2 separate regions of the Aedes albopictus genome follow, and region 1 is linked to region 2. A link is a contact called in public Hi-C data. All regions are on one chromosome and are shown on one strand. The core of a region is the stretch at or near the end of the contact, and the rest is flanking DNA. Distances in the headings are between cores, read along the strand shown. Region 1 holds the start of LOC109427872. Region 2 holds the start of LOC109428178 (organic cation transporter protein).

Region 1 (5,568 bases), core at 2,375-4,874, 200 kb after region 2:
TGATAAACATCGATTTCAACTATGTAAGAATCAAACACAATCAACCAAATACATGTCGAATGGATGAGACTTTTTAATAGAGTGATAAATGCATAGGACAGAAATTATAAAAATTCAAATAAAATATCTACTTTCATGAGTTCAGAGGAAAAGTTTCGGCATACATGTGAAAAAAGTAATGATTGTCCCTAGTTATTAAACTTGATGTGTCCGCAATGATATCACAGTTTCATTGTGGTCAAATTTTTGGAATAATGACCTATGGCGGAACCACTGTGGTATGATTGCATTTTCCTACGTTATACCCGAGCAGAGGATAATATCATAATAATAACAACGGAATCACAAAACCTATTTTTATATCTTATTTTGTTATTATTAATTTATTGAGGCATCACCGTTCCATAACATGTTCTGTTGTATAATCTTATTTTGTTATGATCGTGCTATAGGTATATTTTCTTTAAATTACATTTCAATAACATACTTTGTTGTAGCACTAGTTCAGTTGTTATTGTGTTATTGTGACTGTACAAATATTTGATCATACATAGCACAACATACAAGCTTTGTAATCAAAACAACACCATTCGATATTTATGTTGTTCACAGCATTCCGTGAGGAAATAGTATTCTCTCATCAGTTCCTCTTGTTCTTCTTTCTGATATTAAATTCTAACTGTGACAGAGCCAACTTATAAGCATTTTGGTTTGTGAGCACTTTGATTAATATATTTGTTTTTTTTTTGTCCCAGTTTTAGTTAGGTACGAGTATAGAAAGTGTAATAGAGTGATAGCCATTTTATGAAACGTTTTGGATCAGCTTGTAAAATTCCAGTCATCCAGTGAAAGTCATCAAGAAGAAGAACTCCATTGACTATTTTAGGACATTTTATTTTTATTGATTTCACTGCATTGAAGCCACTTAGATTCACTTGAGTTAATGTGGCTATCAGTGAGGTAATAATGTATATAAATGTAATAAACAATGATCGTACCACCTAATAAGGGCTTTTAAAAAGTTAGTCGGTAGTTTTTCATCCTAATTTGTTTGAAAAATATATGAAAACTATTATTTCAATCTGTTTTTGATAATAAATCGCTTGTGGCAACAGTAGACACGCTGTTCCTTTTATGGATTAAAAATTCAACTTAAGCTCCAATTGTTGCGTATCCCATTGAATTCATATGGGACCTAGTAGGTATGGGACTTTGGAGGATAGGAACTCTACCACCACAGTAGATACAAAGCAAATTTTGTTTTCAGATTGTTATCAATAACTTATTCATAGCAAAATTTGTTATTGACAAATTCGCTATTATTGAGTTGTTATTGAAACTAACAAAACGTGTTATTGAACGGGTCTTCCAGGAACATTGTTTTGTTATCATTTTTGTTATTTTGCCGCTTATGACAGACAAGTTTATAACATGATATGTTATGTAAATTACATGACAATAACTCTTTCCATTACTCAGTTATTTTTCCAAAATAACATATTTTATTATACTGTTGCTATTCTCTTCTGCTCGGGTATCCGTTACTTCGAAATTTATGTCATTCCTGATAAAAACAGCGAGTTGTTACATTAACAAATACTTTGGAAACAGGTAATATTATAGAATTGTGATCTAGATATCATTCTTAACCCTCCTTTGGTACTAGAGTCATTTTAGACCCAAACCGTACACCCTACCGGCGCTACGTTCTGCAATAACCTACAGTACTGGTGCTTAAAATCTAGGCTTCCGGGCCTGGCTTACTTACCTTACCGATCAGGCTAAGGCCGGGGTGGCCTCTGCTGTACATAGTAGCCGCCTCCATTCCACTCGGTCCATGGCTGTTTGTCTCCAGTTCCGCACTCTGCGTAGGGTCCGCAGATCGTCCTCCACTTGGTCGACCCACCTAGCTCGCTGCGCTCCACTTCTTCTTGTACCGGTCGGATGACTCTCGAGAACCATTTTAGTCGGGTTGCTATTCGACATCCTGATGACGTGACCCGCCCACCGTAGCCTCCCAATTTTCGCGGTATGGACGATGATTGGTTCTCTCAGCAGCTGATACAGCTCGTGGTTCATTCGCCTTCTCCAAGTCCCGTCTTCCATCTGCACTCCGCCGTAGATGGTACGCAACACCTTCCGTTCGAAAACACCAAGGGCACGTTGGTCCTCTGCACATAGGGTCCATGTTTCGTGCCCATAGAGAACCACCGGTCGGTCTAATCAGCGTTTTGTAGATAGTTAACTTCGTGTTACGGCGAACTTTATTCGAACGTAGGGTTCTACGGAGTCCAAAGAAAGCATGATTTCCTGCCACAATGCGTCTCTGAATTTCTCTGCTGGGGTCGTTGTTGGCGGTCCCCAGTGAGCCCAATTACACGAATTCTTCAACAGCCTCGATTTCATCACCGTCGATATAAATTCGGAGTGGTGGGCACGGTGATTCCTCCCTGGAGCCCTGGAGCAATGGAGCACGGAGACACATTTCGTTCATTTGAAACAAACATATTCATGTTTATTCGGTAAACTGGTAAAATTTTTAAAACTAAAATATTAATTTTTAAAACTAATTCAATTACATATTGATTTCTGCAATACCCATTGAAGAGCCCCCCGTTCCGCCTTCGAGAACATAAACAAAACTCTCAAGTTCCAGCTGCAGCACCAAACAAGATTTCCTCTTGCAAAAAAAATCAAGTTTCACCAAAAGTTTCCACGAAATCCCATTGATTTCGAGAGCGTATGTTATCTACATGATGCTGGCATTGAAAGTGCCACGCGGGAAGTGGGTTTTCCTAGAGAAGGAAATGACTTTGTAAATTTAATTGGAAAACAAATATTTCCGTAGGGCCGACCTGCCACAAAAAAAAACAAAAAAAAAATACATTTGTTTCTAACATAACCTGTCAGAAGATGCATGTTTGTTTCAAAAATGGATTGAATTTGCTTCAAATGTGACGTTCGATTTGCTCCAAACAGTTTTATTTTTGTTGCCAGAACAAATTGACAATTTGTTTGAGTTTACCTGAAATATTTTTGATTTTACCATGCTTTTTTCTGCGTGAGTGACAATAATTTTCTTATCAAAGTCACTCCCAACGTATTCATCTGTTTATGTTTCATTTAATACACGTTTACGGATCGGGTGGTATGAGATCTCCCTGATCATTGGTTTTTTTCTGTAAAATCAATGCTGCACAGTAGGGCTGGCCGCTTTAGTACTTGTAATACATTTTTACGATGTACTGCAAGTATTGATAATGACAAGGAAAAATGATAGAAATAGTCGATTCTATCATTTTTCAGGATTCTTTCAATGAATGGCTGTGTATGTGTAGACTAGACCAGTCTATACTAGACCTTGGACTAGACTAAAAACAAAGCTACACAATAAACCCAAGATAATTGAAAATGATCTCAATGATTATGACTCCTCTAGTCCGTCTAAAATCATTTAAAAAATGTAAAAAAAAACTTTGAGAAATAACTATGAGAGTGTTTACAACTACAGTTGAGTTGGGCTGTATCTCTCAAGTTGAGATGTAACGTCGCGGAAAAGAAGGAAAATACAAAAATATTGCATCCTATTGGGCGACATTTCCTCGGCAGCCGTGAAACCGTTATCATCGACCACGAGCGAGAGTTGAAATGCGCAATCAGCAACCAGCAGGGTACGATAAAATCCCGAAACAATAATTGAAGCCATTGCTAAAACCTATCAAACTCGCTTATCATATCGATGATGTGACTGGAGACTGTCGCGAAAGCCATCGTCGTAGACACAATTTACAAGCGTCTCTCCGGCTATCAGGGACAAAGTGAAATAAACCCACCAACAGTTTCACCAGGCCGTCATTCGAAGTGGCTGATTGTTTCAAAATAGTAACGCGAACGTAATTAATTGGCAAACTTCGAAATAGACAGAGGAGAAATCACGCGTAAAGGTGGAGCCAATGAACGGCGAATAAATAGAACTTGGTGTTTAGTATCAATGTGATAAAAGATCTGATAAGCAACATAACTATAAATCAATACGCGCACACGTAAAGTTTTGGAACGCAGATCGCAAGTTTGATTGGAACACGAATTTAGTTACATAGTGACTAAACAGTGGAAAACAAACACATTTTATTTGGTGCTTCCGTTTTTTTACTGAGCTGAATCCGAAAAAATAGTGCTAAATGTGGTGGGTTTTCCATGTGCTATGGTTAATTCTAGTGATAGGACTGTTTTTCCTCATATTGGTAAGTCAGATGTATCTAATTAAATAAAAAATGCAAGTTTGTTTTACCATTTTTTAAATTGGTAAGGAACAGTGTTGGTGTAATGAATTATGACTACCATGGCTACAGGTGTGGCGAACCACATTTAATCCTAATGTCTATATCAGCCTTGATATCAGCTCACAACGCTTCATCGATTCGCCTAATCCTGTTGGGCATTACATTCCAATTGACTCTATATTATAATCTATACTTGTCGGCTAACTGCTCTATGGTCTTCCTTTTTAATGATCCTCGGCGATTGAACAGCTATATTCAACACTGTATTTCAAGAAAAGTCGAACCCTAGCTTCCGAGATGGTAAGGCCAGTTCTCTATGTTGATGAGTTGTGATCTGGGCCCTGTAGCATAATCGGGCTAATAATATTAGCTACAAGTTACAAGTTACAAGTACTAATATTACAAGTGCTAATAATTTGTGTTGCATAAAGGCTCAATTTTCCACTAATATTATTAGCACTTGTAATATTAGTGAACATGAAAATACAAGTTATTTTGGTTCATTTACCTGTCAAAATTCATCCGACAGGTCACTATTAATTTGAAATGGCAGTTGATGTTTGTTTATATTCTGCATTTTCCGCGTAACATCCGGAAACAACTTCATTTATTCCGAAGTTTTGCATTCTTTATACGATAGATGAAGAAAAGCATATGCTGTGTGGATAATTTTCGGCCGCTATGACGAAATATTTTTTTACAAAGTATGGCACTGCAAGTACCTAGATTTTTAGTAAAATGTCCCAAAGATTTAATAGTACTGGTTGAAAAACAATATTTAAAGATTTAGCAACATGCATTATGCTTCTTGTTAAAATCTCAAGTGATCTGGGATGCAAAAATTGAGCTTTTACCTACTTTTATATGTCGCAACTCGATGCGAGTTAGTGTATGTATATTGTAGCTCTTGATTAGCTTAATGATGCGCAATACAAGCAATTGATTCAAATTTATTTCGCATCTGCAACTTTACCTGTGCTTATGCAGTGACCATAATAACCATAACTTTACCAAGAATCTCCAATCAAAGATGGGTATTGTAGAAACTTTGGAGAACTTGAGAGACTCAGCAGAAATTATATTCTGGATACAAAGTGTACATCAACGCAGTTTTCTCTTCAATAAGTTTAGAATACATACTGCCAAATTTAATCGTCGAAAACTGGAATTAAGGTTGACATGTTAGATAAATAATATCTTTTGAGTTCATCAAAATGGTAAATCGATATATTCAAAACTAAATATGACTTCTGCAATACTTTAAATCTAACTTGTAAATTATTTT
Region 2 (5,932 bases), core at 861-3,360:
TGAGAAACTCTTGTAATAAAAAATAATTATCTTTTGAATGCTCCAAAAATACGTTCAAAATTGAAGGTGACCCATCTTGCCCCGCGGCCGTTTATATAGAGATTATATGGAATGTATCGCATAAGAAAAATGGCTAAAACTATTTTATTTTTTATTTCCAATGAGAGTGAATAATTTTTCAATCAATGCCCAAAACTTTTGTATATTCATGCTGGTCATCTAACAAAATTATTAACATAATCAAAACATGAGTAATGCGTCCGAAAATGGCACTAACCCATCTTGCCCCGCGACCCATCTTGCCCCACTCCACCCTACAGGTACCCTATAACAAACAAAATAAACTGACAAAATGTTCACAAAATTTTACAAACGTAAAAAGCCGAAAGCGATACAAATTCGGGAGCGAATCGATATCAGCAATACCAGCACGATATCGCAACAAAGGCAGGCTTAAGAGTAAGGGTAAGTAAGTAAGTAAGTAAGTAAGTAAGTAAGTAAGTAAGTAAGTAAGTAAGTAAGTAAGTAAGTAAGTAAGTAAGTAAGTAAGTAAGTAAGTAAGTAAGTAAGTAAGTAAGTAAGTAAGTAAGTAAGTAAGTAAGTAAGTAAGTAAGTAAGTAAGTAAGTAAGTAAGTAAGTAAGTAAGTAAGTAAGTAAGTAAGTAAGTAAGTAAGTAAGTAAGTAAGTAAGTAAGTAAGTAAGTAAGTAAGTAAGTAAGCAAGTAAGTAAGTAATAAGTAAGTAAGTAAGTAAGTAAGTAAGTAAGTAAGTAAGTAAGTAAGTAAGTAAGTAAGTAAGTAAGTAAGTAAGTAAGTAAGTAAGTAAGTAAGTTAGTAAGTAAGTAAGTAAGTAAGTAAGTAAGTAAGTAAGTAAGTAAGTAAGTAAGTAAGTAAGTAAGTAAGTAAGTAAGTAAGTAAGTAAGTAAGTAAGTAAGCAAGTAAGTAAGTAAGTAAGTAAGTAAGTAAGTAAGTAAGTAAGTAAGTAAAATATTCCCTTTAGAGAATATAATATGTATTGATTTTAAGCCAGTCTAAGTTGTTTCAATCTTGGAGTAGCGGCTCGGTATGCTGGCAGACACTTAACTTATTTTCAATCAATCAATTAAAATCTGTGCTTATTGTTGCGAACAGTAGCATTTCAGTTAGATCTTGCCGTTTCGTTGAGAGCAAATTCTATTACCGTTGTATGGTGCTCATTGAATGTTTCTTTGTGTCATAACGATTTATCATTCGCATATTGAATCATTGAAAAATAGATCTAAAATTGGCGATAATGTACTAAGCACACATATGTTAAACCTTCTCAATATACCTCTTTTTACGGTATTTGTATGGTTGGCACAATTGAATCCATCAACGTTAACGGAGTAGTAGGAAAACGTCGTGCAAGTAAAATCAATAATTTCCCCGTGGACACTTCATACATCTCTACGCGTTCCTCTATCCATAAACAAACACAAACTTTCGCGACCCCCAGCCTCCTCCCTATTCGAACGGTATGGGCCAGGGCCACCCCAGAGTACAATAAAATAAACACTCGTCGCGCGACTAAGTGATGAAAAATTCGAAAAGGACTGATATGCGGGACTCGTATATCAACATGCTGTATCTCAAATCAGCCCCATTGACCGGTGATGGTTGCTATTTATTAGGATTCACAGTCTGCTCGTTCACGATCGGTCTGCTAGTAGGTATCTACATACTTCTATAAATACGCCACGGTGTGTCTGGTAGAAGAAATTTATTACAAAAAAATAGGCATCGCTAATTTTAACGTTACGTGAAAGTTGACGCTTCTAGCTTTCATTCAAGCCCAACATCGAAATATTCCATCGGGGGAACTTTTTCATACAAAAATTGGGTATGTTTGTTAAGTAGAAATAGGGATTAATTTGGAACCGTGCATTTTGTATGGGGAAACACAGTATTCTGAAAAAGTTGTTCGGGATCCCTCGGTGGATTTTTTTGAGGGACCCTGCAAATGAAAGCTGAAAGCCTCTATTTTTGAATAGCGAAAAATTTGACGATGCCTATTTTTTTGTTATAAACCTTTCCCATACACACGCCGTGACGCGTGTGTCGTTTAACCATTCGTATTGGCACTTGGGTTTTCTCTTCCCTGCCAGTTGAGCTTTCCCTCAGCTGTGAGGAGGAAGCTTTATTTAAAATGTGGGACAAGTTCAATGTTACATCAGTCGGTCCCACAGTAGACAGAACTGTTACTACATAGTTCGATTAGGCATTTGATTTCGTTCTCGTTTCGAATCCATCACTTCAAAGGGGGTACTTTCCACAGTATCAACCAAACGCTGTCGTCTAACCGAAGCTCACATGCGGGACCGATACTTAATTGTATTGCATGCCTCACAGTAGTTTAGTAATTGCCGCGTCTTTTGCTAAATCGAAGTGCCGAAGTGTGCTATGTGGGTGAAGAACAGAGCTAGTAGGACGTCTGAGTGTCCGCGTGGAATTGTTCTTGGTGTTCTATTTCGCGCTCTTAGTTTATACGGATAGGATCTCTCTCATACTGGTTCGCCTCAGATAACTTTTGTGCCTTACAGTGTGAACCTATCTTATAATTGTTTGATGAAAAGTACGACATTGTGCAATCTGTTTCATAATAGCGAAGCCCATCCATCAGACGGAAACTAAATTTGAAGTGTACGAAAAGATTTTCACCTATATGAACGTTGCACGCTACCTAGAAATAACTAAACAAGAATGGCGGATTTCCTGTCACCGATCATCAAAGATTTTGGAACCTGGCAACTCAGAGCGGTTATGCTGATACACTTGGTCAAAATTCCATCGTCTTGGTTCATGGCTTGCATAATTTTCACGGCTCCAGCTCCAAGGCCAGGTGAGATAATTTGAATTGGTGTATCCTCCTGGAATTCAAAAAAGTGAACAAACTTCACCTGATCTGCCGTTGCAGGTGAATACTACTGTAAGCCACCGATATCAATCAGTGATGACTTCAACAGAACAAAATGGATTATGGCATCTCATCCGGTGAAAGGAATAATAAGTGATGGAGGATTCGCCTTCGACTACTGTAACGTTTTTAATAATAGTCTACAGGTGAGAAAACATTTTTGGCATTCTGTGAATAGAAGAGATTGTTGCAAACAGTATCCCCCTTACGTTGATTGCCAACAAATATTCTCAACGCTCAGCTCAGCATGGTAGGTACCTTGTAGGAAGAACCGTTTTGATATTCTTCATTTCATTAGTAGGTGAGGTTAGGTGGTTCAATGCAACTTCTGATATAAAAAAAACTGGATTGTAGCCATATTTTTTCTCTCAATGATCGTACAATTAGTAATTGCTATTTCGTGATTGACTTGACCAATCAAAATTGCTCAACGAACCAACAAATGGGGCGCGGGGTTGACTGGTGACCTTCCTTAATGTGCATGCACCTTTGTAAGTCCTAAGCTTTATGAAGTGATTATCTTCACCGGGCACGTCCGTACGATTATCAAGGAAGGAAAGGTAAGATAGTGCGATATCCGTTGCCATTAGAAACCGATATCCCAAGTAACACACATGTCACAAAAGAGTCACGGCAGAGCATGTTTTTGGTTGCATACGACTTGTTTTCAAGTAATTCTAGCATTTGAGTTAGAATTACACAACGGTGGCTCCTGTGCAACCAAATAACTTCACTGCTGAGCCTCTTTTTTTGTATATGTAGAATGAAAAAAATCTGCCAAGAGGTGGTTCCTCGGGTTATGTGGATTTCGGCCCAGTTAACACTAATTCTCTCTCTTCCTTACCTTCGCGTTACGCCCGTTAGAGATAACTCCGAAAAGGTGGGGACTGTACATGAGTATTCTCTATTGGTTAGCGTTCCACTACTTACCACCTTAAGTTGTCCTCTTTCCCCTGGAAGCTTGGGCCCTGGCTTACTTTAGACTACCCGTTTACTCAAATTCCTGGATGAGGATAGAGGGGCTAACTCAACTTGCTGTTGGTCCGCCCGCCATTTTCTCTGCGCACTCTGGAAATGCGGGAGAACCTGTGTGTCTGAATTTGTGTAGATACCACCTAAAGCACCCATGGCCTGACAGAAATTGTATCAAGTGAAAGTTCACCTCGCTATGGGGCCTGTGTGTCCATCTACCCTTGCTAGAGGAATCCCAATCTCTGTCATTTCAACATCGACGATGTTCTGGCAATCCGTCTCGCGCCTCTTGTACCGCGTCTCTCGAAGCACTATTCGTCTTCCGCCACCACAAGTGCTATGGACATCATATCCGCTAGCACACATACCATGTCCTTTGACACCGTACGGTATGCGCTGATGGAGACCGCTACTGTCGCGAGAAGTCTACGCTTACTCGAGACTATCGCCGAGCTATTTGACATTTTCTTCGATAGTGCCATAATCTCCATGCTTGCCCTTTTGCGAGCATATTCCACGTGGCTGCCGAAGTTCAGCTTGTTATCGATCATGACTCCGAGTTGCTTGAGTGAGTGCTTGGAGTTGATCGTGCACCCGCCAGTGGTGACTACTGAATGTTGTTCAGACTTGCAGTTGTTTACCACGACCATCTCCGTCTTGTGGGGTGTGACCGCCAGCTGTCTCGACCTCATTCATTCATTGCGGCGTCACACGCACGGCTTAGAGTTCCGACTAGATACTCGCTGGACAGATCGTTGGTGTTACTCTCCATAAGCAATCGTTCGTCAAATGCCAGCCTATCGAAGCGTGAGACCAGCCATCCTCGATGACGAAGCCCTCGTGCGACGTGGAAATTATTTTCTGGATCGGGAAACGACCGGTTGTACGGGTCGTCGCTATCTTGGCCTTATCCGCTACTCAGTTTCCGTTATCGGGGAGGATGCGGTAGGAGTCTGCTAGTAGGGCGCTGTCGGTGTAGGGCGATGTGTGACTTGTGTCCTTGATCGAAGCACTTGAAACACGCCTCTGGTGGCGTATACATGCTGAACGGGCACACTGACCAGCGTACTCTTTTGTCCTCTAGGGCACTGCGTGAGCGATTTCAATTGGACGCTGCACTTTCACTTTTGTACAGCGCCTAAATGTATTCTATTCTAATTGTACTATATCGAACTGGTTGCCGTTGCGCTGCTGTCACTTTTTCTACCCTGTTCATGGGTAGAATGATGAGCACGAGGTTGTTGAAGCGTGGCTCTTGTTCCTTCTCCAGTCCGATTGGGGGTCCATTATGAGTTGCCGTTAGCCGATATCCAAGTTTCCGGGTCCGTTAGAGCATATGCTCAGAAGAGGGTCAGGTGTCAGCTGCTCTCGGGGAGAAGAGCAACTGACGAAAAATTGCAAGTGCCGTGGCTGGGATCGAACCCATGACCATCCACTTATGAAGTGAACGTGTAGCCACAACGCTACGGGCCCCGGCCTACCAGCCTACTTTGACCTTGCCGACTGCAGTCGCCTTGTTCACCTCCCCTACGGGGAGCTTCATCATGACGATCTACGTGCCTGCCGGACCCTTTCGCAGGCGTATTGATGCACTTGATGCATCTACCTCGCACTGCTGCTAAAGTGCGGCTGCGAGCTGCTCTGCGTCGGTGATTTCGTCCAGGTTTTTACACTAGAGAGTCGCCTCGACCCTTAGGGCTCTCACCTGCAGGTCTTCGCTCAATACATCCTGAGCTAGTGCCTTGTAGGAGGTACCTTTCTTGGCCGCCTCCTTCTTCAGCACTTGCATCATCTCCCCTGGTGCGTATAATGCTTTTCACAACCGTGCCCAGCGGTCAGTGTTGCATTTGAACTGAACGCGAGCCAAAAATGAACTGAACGCGTTCAATTTTTTGAACGTGAACGCAGTAAACATTGAACTTGCGTGTCAGAGCTTTTCACTGCTCAAGAACGGCCGTTCAGATCCCCATTCGGCTTAATGTTCTAATGCACTATTCTATCGATATGTAAAGTAATGAATCGGCCCA

The links. A called contact is a pair of places that touch in the nucleus more often than the background predicts.
Region 1: a Hi-C map of whole body shows a contact between it and region 2, with 6 times the contacts expected there. The contact joins the promoter of LOC109427872 here to the promoter of LOC109428178 in region 2. A contact is called at or near these places in 2 of 3 Hi-C or Micro-C datasets (whole body and whole pupa).

Annotation. Positions count from the first base shown.
Region 1 is chr2:252,821,605-252,827,172 of AalbF5, forward strand. It overlaps LOC109427872, which reads left to right and starts at 3,625. Exons shown (of 4, transcript XM_019703457.3): 1 at 3,625-4,244. The coding sequence starts at 4,182.
Region 2 is chr2:252,626,095-252,632,026 of AalbF5, forward strand. It overlaps LOC109428178 (organic cation transporter protein), which reads left to right and starts at 2,111. Exons shown (of 10, transcript XM_019703866.3): 1 at 2,111-2,858; 2 at 2,934-3,079. The coding sequence starts at 2,720.